2 separate regions of the Mus musculus genome follow, and region 1 is linked to region 2. A link is a contact called in public promoter capture Hi-C data. All regions are on one chromosome and are shown on one strand. The core of a region is the stretch at or near the end of the contact, and the rest is flanking DNA. Distances in the headings are between cores, read along the strand shown. Region 1 holds the start of Hcar1 (hydrocarboxylic acid receptor 1). Region 2 overlaps Clip1 (CAP-GLY domain containing linker protein 1).

The links. Promoter capture Hi-C pulls out the DNA fragments that hold promoters and counts their contacts.
Region 1: a contact with region 2 is called in a promoter capture Hi-C map of the HPC-7 cell line. The contact joins the promoter of Hcar1 here to the enhancer-like site in region 2. A contact is called at or near these places in 12 of 39 promoter capture datasets (the 3T3-L1 cell line, the C10 cell line, the HPC-7 cell line and 9 more), 1 of 15 datasets of contacts at CTCF or cohesin (large pre-B cells), 2 of 115 datasets of contacts at active chromatin or transcription factors (double positive thymocytes and microglia) and 2 of 9 other capture datasets (adipose tissue and liver).

What each region holds. Positions count from the first base shown.
Region 1 is chr5:123,877,903-123,881,898 of GRCm38.p6, reverse strand. It overlaps Hcar1 (hydrocarboxylic acid receptor 1), which reads left to right and starts at 1,896. Exons shown (of 1, transcript NM_175520.5): 1 at 1,896-3,996. The coding sequence starts at 2,297. The coding sequence ends at 3,328.
Region 2 is chr5:123,626,912-123,630,929 of GRCm38.p6, reverse strand. Clip1 (CAP-GLY domain containing linker protein 1) reads left to right here. Exons shown (of 24, transcript NM_019765.5): 9 at 1-705; 10 at 3,520-3,636. It also overlaps the pseudogene Gm24840. Among named protein-coding and RNA genes, the nearest start is that of Clip1, 55 kb to the left of the region's middle. Within about 2 kb of position 1,514, at least 8 of the 459 cell types and tissues checked have an H3K27ac peak or open chromatin away from gene starts, as enhancers often do. A contact at or near this core is called in adipose tissue, where this site is marked.

The sequences.
Region 1 (3,996 bases), core at 647-3,146, 250 kb before region 2:
CCACAGGACAGAACAACGTTAATTTCTCAGTGGCAGCTGAATGTCAAAGGCCAATGAGAGGAAGTGAAGGCAGGTAGAACATGGTTTCTACAGCCATGCAGGAGGTGACTGTCAGTGATGGGGGAGTAGTGGGTGATGCCACATGAGGTGATGGTGTCTGTGATGGGGTAGCAGGGGGATACATGGAGCTGATTTGGAGTCTAGTATTCAACTGGGAAAATGTAAGCAGTTGGCCTGGTGACACCAAGGATGAAGAGTTCAGGTGAAGGCAGGGCTCTACAGAGATCCTGTCTTAAAAAGTCAGGAAGAGGTGAAGGGAGGGGAAAGAAAGGAGACAGAGAAGGGGAAAGACTGGGTGGGAGGAAGGTGGGAAGAAAAACAGAAAGGGGGTATAAATAAGGGGATTCTAACTGGCTGGTGACTCATAGCCTTTAACCTTAGTAGTTGGGAGATGGAAGATAAGAGATCCAAGGCCATCATCTGTAGAGCAAGGTCAGGACTAACCTGGGCCACTTGAAAGGGATTTTCTCCCTGTCCCCCCCCTCCCGCCCCTTCTCTCCACAGGCTGGGTTTCTCTGTAGCCTTGGCTGTCCTGGACTTGCTCTGTAGACCAAGTTGACCTTGAACAGAGATCTTCCTGCTTTTGCCTCTAGAGCATTGGGATTAAAGGTGTGGGCTACCACACCTGGATGGGAAGAGAAAGAAAGAAAGAAAGAAAGAAAGAAAGAAAGAAAGAAAGAAAGAAAGAAAGAAAGAAAGAAAGAAAGAAAGAAAGAAAGAGAAAGAAAACAGGTGATGGAGTGGTGATGCAGATGTGGCTCAGCGGTGAAGAGCAAGGACCTCCTGCTCTTCCCGAGGACTGGTGTTAGTAAGTTCCCAGCCCCACCTCGCCACCACAACCACCTGTAACTCCATCTCAGAAGATCCAGCGCCCTCTTCTGGCCTCCATGGGCACTTACACATAAATAAAACAAATCTTTATTTAAAGGTCTGTGTGTGTGTGTGTGTGTGTGTGTGTGTGTGTGTGTGTGTGTGTGCGCGCGCGCGCGCGCGCGCAAGCGTGCATATTCTGGGCATGCACTACCATGTCCAGCCCAAATCTAGCTTTAATCAGCATATGGAAGAAGGTACCCCTGTGTTCTTTCCGTGCACACCGTCTCCCCCCACCCCATTCTTCCTACATGGGAAAAGGCGGCAGATGGACACTCTCTCAAGCTAAAGGACAGGAAATTTCGGCAAAGACTCCAGTTTTTTAAACAGTTTCATTTTGCCCGTGATTATTTTAGAAATTAACTCCTTAAGCGACCGCTTGGTTTCATACTCACCCCACTACCTGGCTATAGGGAGATGTTTGCCTCTTCTGAGCCAACGATTGGAAACAGAGCCAAAGTTTTGCAAAAGTAACTAACTAGATTCTACTTCCCAGTAGAGCAGGGACCCGACTTCTCCAGAAAAGGTTGCCTCATGGAGACAGGAGAAAATCATTTTCATCTCTTTGGAGGGGGGTGGCAGAAGGACTAGAGCCCAAAGCGCAGAGTTTTGCACATGCCGCAGTCTCCGAGCTATACCCTCAGCCCAGAAAGAATTTTTCTAATACCGGGCGGATGTTTCAAACTGCGTTTCTCTGCAGACCTTCCCAGGAGTGGAGGCTGTGCTTCTGGGTGTGGGCACCGGAAGTGGCCCCGAGAGGCCGCAGAGCACAGTCTCCCCTCTCTGGCACTGCATGGGAGTGTCCCAGGGGATTGAGGGAGGACGGGTAGTCAGGCAAAGGTTAGGGAGGAAAGCAGCCAGGCAGAGGCCCAGAACGACTCCAGGAAATGTTTAGATTTCTCCACCAGGAGGGAGGGCAAACAAGCTCCCCCCACACCCCCACCCCGCAAGCCTTCTGGCAGCTCAGAGCATTCTGCAGCGCAGAGCGTGAGGGAAAAAGACAAAACCAGAAAAAGAAAAGTCATCTCCAGGGCTCGATCTAGCAACGAGTCTGTAGCATGTATAGCGTCGGACCCCCGAGCTGCAACCCAGAAATGTACACTCGTGGGAAACCGCTTGCACCCCAGAGCCTGACCCAGCTGCAGGCTTCAACTCTGTAGGGGACGTGCAGCTCGTGATCCAAGCCTAGGAGAAAGGACTTGCTGCCGGCTTTCATTTCCTGGCTGAAGTTTCTCTCGTGGGTGCAGCGCCTGCATCCCAGGGTGATGAGGTTAGGGGCCCAGCTGCTAGAGGAGCCCTAGTGTTCGGATAGGCAGCTGTGCCTCTGTGCCGGCCACCTTGGATGCCAGTCCTCTCTCCAACTGCTATGGACAACGGGTCGTGCTGTCTCATCGAGGGGGAGCCCATCTCCCAAGTGATGCCTCCTCTACTCATCCTGGTCTTCGTGCTTGGCGCCCTGGGCAACGGCATAGCCCTGTGCGGCTTCTGCTTTCACATGAAGACCTGGAAGTCAAGCACTATTTACCTTTTCAACTTGGCTGTGGCCGATTTTCTCCTCATGATCTGCTTACCCCTTCGGACAGACTACTACCTCAGACGCAGACACTGGATTTTTGGAGATATCGCCTGTCGCCTGGTCCTCTTCAAGCTGGCCATGAATAGGGCCGGGAGCATTGTCTTCCTCACTGTGGTGGCTGTGGATAGGTATTTCAAAGTGGTCCACCCCCACCATATGGTGAATGCCATCTCCAACCGGACTGCCGCCGCCACCGCCTGTGTCCTCTGGACTTTGGTCATCTTGGGGACTGTGTATCTTCTGATGGAGAGTCACCTGTGTGTGCAGGGGACACTGTCGTCCTGTGAGAGCTTCATCATGGAGTCAGCCAACGGGTGGCACGATGTCATGTTCCAGCTGGAGTTCTTCCTGCCCCTGACAATCATCTTGTTCTGCTCGGTCAACGTTGTTTGGAGCCTGAGACGGAGGCAGCAGCTGACCAGACAGGCTCGGATGAGGAGGGCCACCCGGTTCATCATGGTGGTGGCTTCTGTGTTCATCACGTGTTACCTGCCCAGCGTGCTGGCTAGGCTCTACTTCCTCTGGACGGTGCCCACTAGTGCCTGTGACCCCTCTGTCCACACAGCCCTCCACGTCACCCTGAGCTTCACCTACCTGAACAGTATGCTGGATCCCCTTGTATATTACTTCTCAAGCCCCTCGCTCCCCAAATTCTACACCAAGCTCACAATCTGCAGCCTGAAGCCCAAACGCCCAGGACGCACGAAGACGCGGAGGTCAGAAGAGATGCCAATTTCGAACCTCTGCAGTAAGAGCTCCATCGATGGGGCAAATCGTTCCCAGAGGCCATCTGACGGGCAGTGGGATCTCCAAGTGTGTTGAATGCCATTAAGACAAACAGCCCAACAACGAGGCAGAGAAATGGGCAATGTGAGTTAAATCTGAAGGGTGGAGGACTTGAAGATGTCCCCTCCCACTCTTAGCTGTATCTTTCTCACTCAGGTAGAAATGGGATCCACCCTGCTTGACCTTTTCCAGAAGGTTCCAAACCGGTTGGTTGTGTTTAAATACTCTGATAGCAATGGTGAAGGGGCAGCGTGTGAGTGTGAAGGAAACCGTGGGTGTCGGGTTAGGAACTACCTGGAGCCCGTGTCGCTTTGCATGGCTGAGAAAAGCGGTATGAGCCTGGCTGGGTCTTGTTCTAGCTCGGAGAGAGTTAACGATCTCAATAACTCGTCGGTATTTCCTGGACTGAAAAAAATAGAAACTGCACTGAGTCAATACACTTATTTCCAGCTGAGCGAGACCCTTTACTGCAGGACACCCGGACCTAGCCGTTTTTTTTAAATCTTCCCTGGGGAGCCTCCACACATTTCAAGGTTTGAACATCCAGGTGGCCCAGGAGGGCAGCAAAAAGAATCTATTCTAACCTTGCTGGCGCCACGATATTTTGCTGATTTTAAGTGGTTTCATCCTTTGTTTTTCTTTTGTTTGCATTTCAAAGAAGATGCTGAGGGACTTGTCCACCTGATATCAGCTATCGTTTCTCC
Region 2 (4,018 bases), core at 265-2,764:
GCGTTTCAGAAGGAGATCAAGGCTCTGCACACGGCCACTGAGAAGCTTTCCAAAGAGAACGAGTCCCTGAGAAGCAAGCTCGACCACGCTAATAAGGAGAACTCCGATGTGATAGCTCTATGGAAGTCCAAACTGGAGACCGCCATAGCATCCCACCAGCAGGCAATGGAGGAGCTGAAGGTGTCCTTTAGCAAAGGCATTGGAACGGACTCCGCTGAATTTGCTGAGTTAAAGACACAGATAGAGAGACTGAGACTAGATTACCAGCACGAAATAGAAAGTTTACAGAGTAAACAGGACTCTGAGCGGTCTGCTCATGCTAAAGAGATGGAGACCATGCAGGCCAAGCTGATGAAGATCATTAAAGAGAAGGAGGACAGCCTGGAGGCCGTCAAAGCGAGACTGGACAGTGCAGAAGACCAGCACCTAGTGGAAATGGAGGACACGCTAAACAAACTGCAGGAGGCGGAGATTAAGGTAAAGGAGCTAGAGGTTCTGCAGGCCAAGTACACTGAACAAAGCGAGGTCATTGGTAATTTTACATCGCAGCTCAGTGCTGTCAAAGAAAAGCTCTTGGATCTTGATGCGCTTCGGAAAGCCAATTCCGAAGGTAAACTGGAGCTCGAGACACTTAGACAGCAGCTTGAGGGAGCTGAAAAGCAGATTAAAAACTTAGAGACTGAAAGGAACGCTGAAAGTAGCAAGGTTTGTATTGGTATCTCCCATCCTTTTTTTCCCCCTTTTTCATTTGTTATTTTCATTGTTTGTTACTTTTAAGTTGAAGTCATTCATCTCCAAAACGCCTGATCTAACGTGAGCTGTGTGGTGCATCCACTCGAGTAGAATACTCTCTGAGGCTCTCAAGTGTGGCTTCTTCCGAGGAGAGCAGAGCAAGTAATGGCCAGCCGTGTGAATTTTAGTTTCCTATTATTTGGAAACTTTATCTGCTACTTTATCTCCTGGCCATGATGTAAACTCCTATTTAAGCTTATACTCTCTGTTTAAAATAGAGCTGACTTCCTAAAACAGTGATGTAAGGTTTAAGGGGGGGGGGGCTGAGGAGGAGGGAGGGAAGAAGGGAGACAGACACACAGACACACAGACACACGCTCAGGCTGGGCCTGGTAGTACATGCATATAATAAATACTTAGAATGATAAGGCAGGAAGTTTGCCAGTCCAGTTCCAGGCCAGCCTGGACTACATAAAGAGACCCTGTCAAAACAAAACAGAAACAATCAACCAAAACAAAAACCACACTGTAAGTTTATTTATTCCCTTTCTGCCCGCATCATTCCCTGGCTTATAGGGTTATTTCTGTATTAAAGTAGAACATGAGCTCTGGAGAGCTTCTTAACTGCTGTAGGAGTCAGCATGCTGTGCTAAGTAGTGCTCTCACCAAGTTAGGCCAGGAGCCCAGAGCTATTTGCATTGTTACCGTACTTTTATGCCACAATGAAGAATCCCATTGTGATAAGACGCGACCAAGACTACTTATAGAGGGAGGAGCTTATCCGGAAGTTGTAGTTCAGAGGGTGTGAGTCCCATGATCACCCTGGCAGGAGCTTGGCAGCAGGTAGGCAGAGGTGGTGCTGGAGCACGAGCTCCGTGAGCATGGGTTGAATGAGAGACTTTGAAACCTCAAAGCGTGCCCCCACCCCCCATCTATCATATACCACCTCTAACAAGGCCACTTCCTAATCCCTTTCAAAGTTTCACCAACTGGGGATTAGGTAGTCAATATATATGATCCTGTGGGGCCATGCTCATTCCAACCACCATACCATCTAACCTTTGCTTTCTGGAGGTGGCAAGAAAACTGAGGCTGGGTCTCACTGTGTACCCCAAGCTGCCCTTAAGTTCCTGGTCCTTTTGACTTTTCCTCTCAAGCGCTGAGATTACAACATGTCTCACTATGTCCCTGTCCCTTGTGGGCTTTATTTTTGTTATTTGTTTGTTTGTTTGTTTGTTTAATACAGGGTCTCACTTTGTAGCCCAGGTTGGCCTAGAGTTGGCTTTATAGCCTACGCTGGCCTTGAGTTCTCAGTGGTCCTCGTATTTTGGTCTTCCAAGTACTGGGATTACAACAGACATGCCTCCCCTCCTGGGGCTGTTCCTTTTTGTGTGTTGTTTGGGGAGTTGGGAGACTAGACAAGTGTGTTGTTTGTCAAGGATTAGGAAACTAAAGCGTCCACATTTCCTGTTATCCAGCCCTGTCAAATGTCAGCCTCAGTTCCCCAAGATACTCTTCCCCAGTCCTGCCCCCAGTGGAGGCTCTGGGACTGATGATGAACGGCTTTTGTGGAAGAAGCTGTTCTATTGACAAAGAAGAAAGGGCTGTGGTAGCTAAATGAGGACATGAAGACAGATGAACAGCAAAAGTCTGCTAAGTAACTGTACTTGAAAATAAGCTAGCTATAGGAAAAGTCTCTCTAAGGTGGTTCTGAAGGAGCAATAATAAAAAGCAAGTTAGCTAGAATAGAGTATTGGGCTGATCATTGGGTCACCCTTTTGCATAAGGATTTAGTGAAAGCTGAGTTCTGACGGCTGTCCACTGGATCTTTAAAGGAAACTTTGAAATATTTTAAGCACACAAATTTACAGAACAATGTAAACTACCAGTACAATGTGCCCAGGGCCTGTCTGTGCTACAAACAGGCCCTACCACTTTTTTTAAACTGATAAGAACAGATACTACACTTGATCTTAGCCAAAAGGCCGAGAAGCGATCTACCACTTTTTTTAAATTCAGAAATGAACTTTACCAGGTAGCTCATTGAGGACGTAAATGCAGCACTGCCTTCTTTAGACCGAGATGGTTTTCAAATTTAGGGATAGAAGAGTAGTATATTTTGACCTTTTAAAAATAACCATCAGAACAGGGTGGTGGCGGCACACCTTTAGTGCCAGCACTGGGGAGGCAGAGGCAGACAACTCTCTGAGTTCCAGGCCAGCCCGGTCTACACAGCAAGTTCTGGGACAGCCAGGGCTACACAGAGAAACCCTGCCTTGACAAAGGGAAAAAAAAAAGAAAAACCATTAGAAGGTGGAGAGGCGCTCAGCAGTTAAGCATTGCCTGCTGCTGTTGAGGAGGAGCCAGGCTTGGTGTCTCGTTCCAGGGGATCCGACCCTGTCTTTTGGCGAGCTTCTGCACATATATGATGTACATAAACCTACAGGCGAGCACACACACACACACACACACACACATACAAATACAATTAACGTAACTTACTTACTTACAACACGCCTTAGCTAGGCATGTTGGCACACAGAGTTTGAGGCCATGCAGGTCTACATAGAGAGTTCCAGGACAAACAGGGGCAGTCATACCTACAGCTTTTTGTTTGAAAAGTCACAAAGCGAGAAACGACAAAAACCCCTCGTTCCAGTATTGTTTTGTTGTGTTTCTCATTATTATTATTATTATTATTTTACCATTTTATTTTTCCTTATCATTCTTTTTTGTTTCTTTTCTTTTGTTCCATTTGCTCATGTACCATGTAACTCGGTGTGTTAGGCTAATAGCATTACCAAAGAGCTCCAGGAGAAAGAGCTAGTGCTCACTGGTCTGCAGGACAGTTTGAATCAAGTCAATCAAGTGAAGGAGACTTTGGAGAAAGAACTTCAGACTTTGGTAAGTACCTGGCAGATGGAGTCTGAATCTCAGCCTTCCTGGCCTTTTCCTGTTTAAAGGAACATTCTCCATTTAAAAACAAAACAAATCAAAACACTGCAGTTATTTCTCTACTTCTTCAAAAATATGGAGTTAAATTGAGTATATTAGCAGCTTGCTAATTACCTCCAGGAGAACTGTATCAAATGGAACTAGTAAAGGGAGGTGTTATTTTTCTTTTTTCTTTCTTTGTTCTTTTTAAATGCTCCCTTTTCTCCAGTGAAGCAGTGCCTGGCAATTATTGGCAGCTTAGTTTTACAAAACACAGAGACGCATCTTTCTTCCCAGGCACATCCAGCTCGGTCAGATCTCACTAGGAAGTATTTCCTATTACCCCCACCCC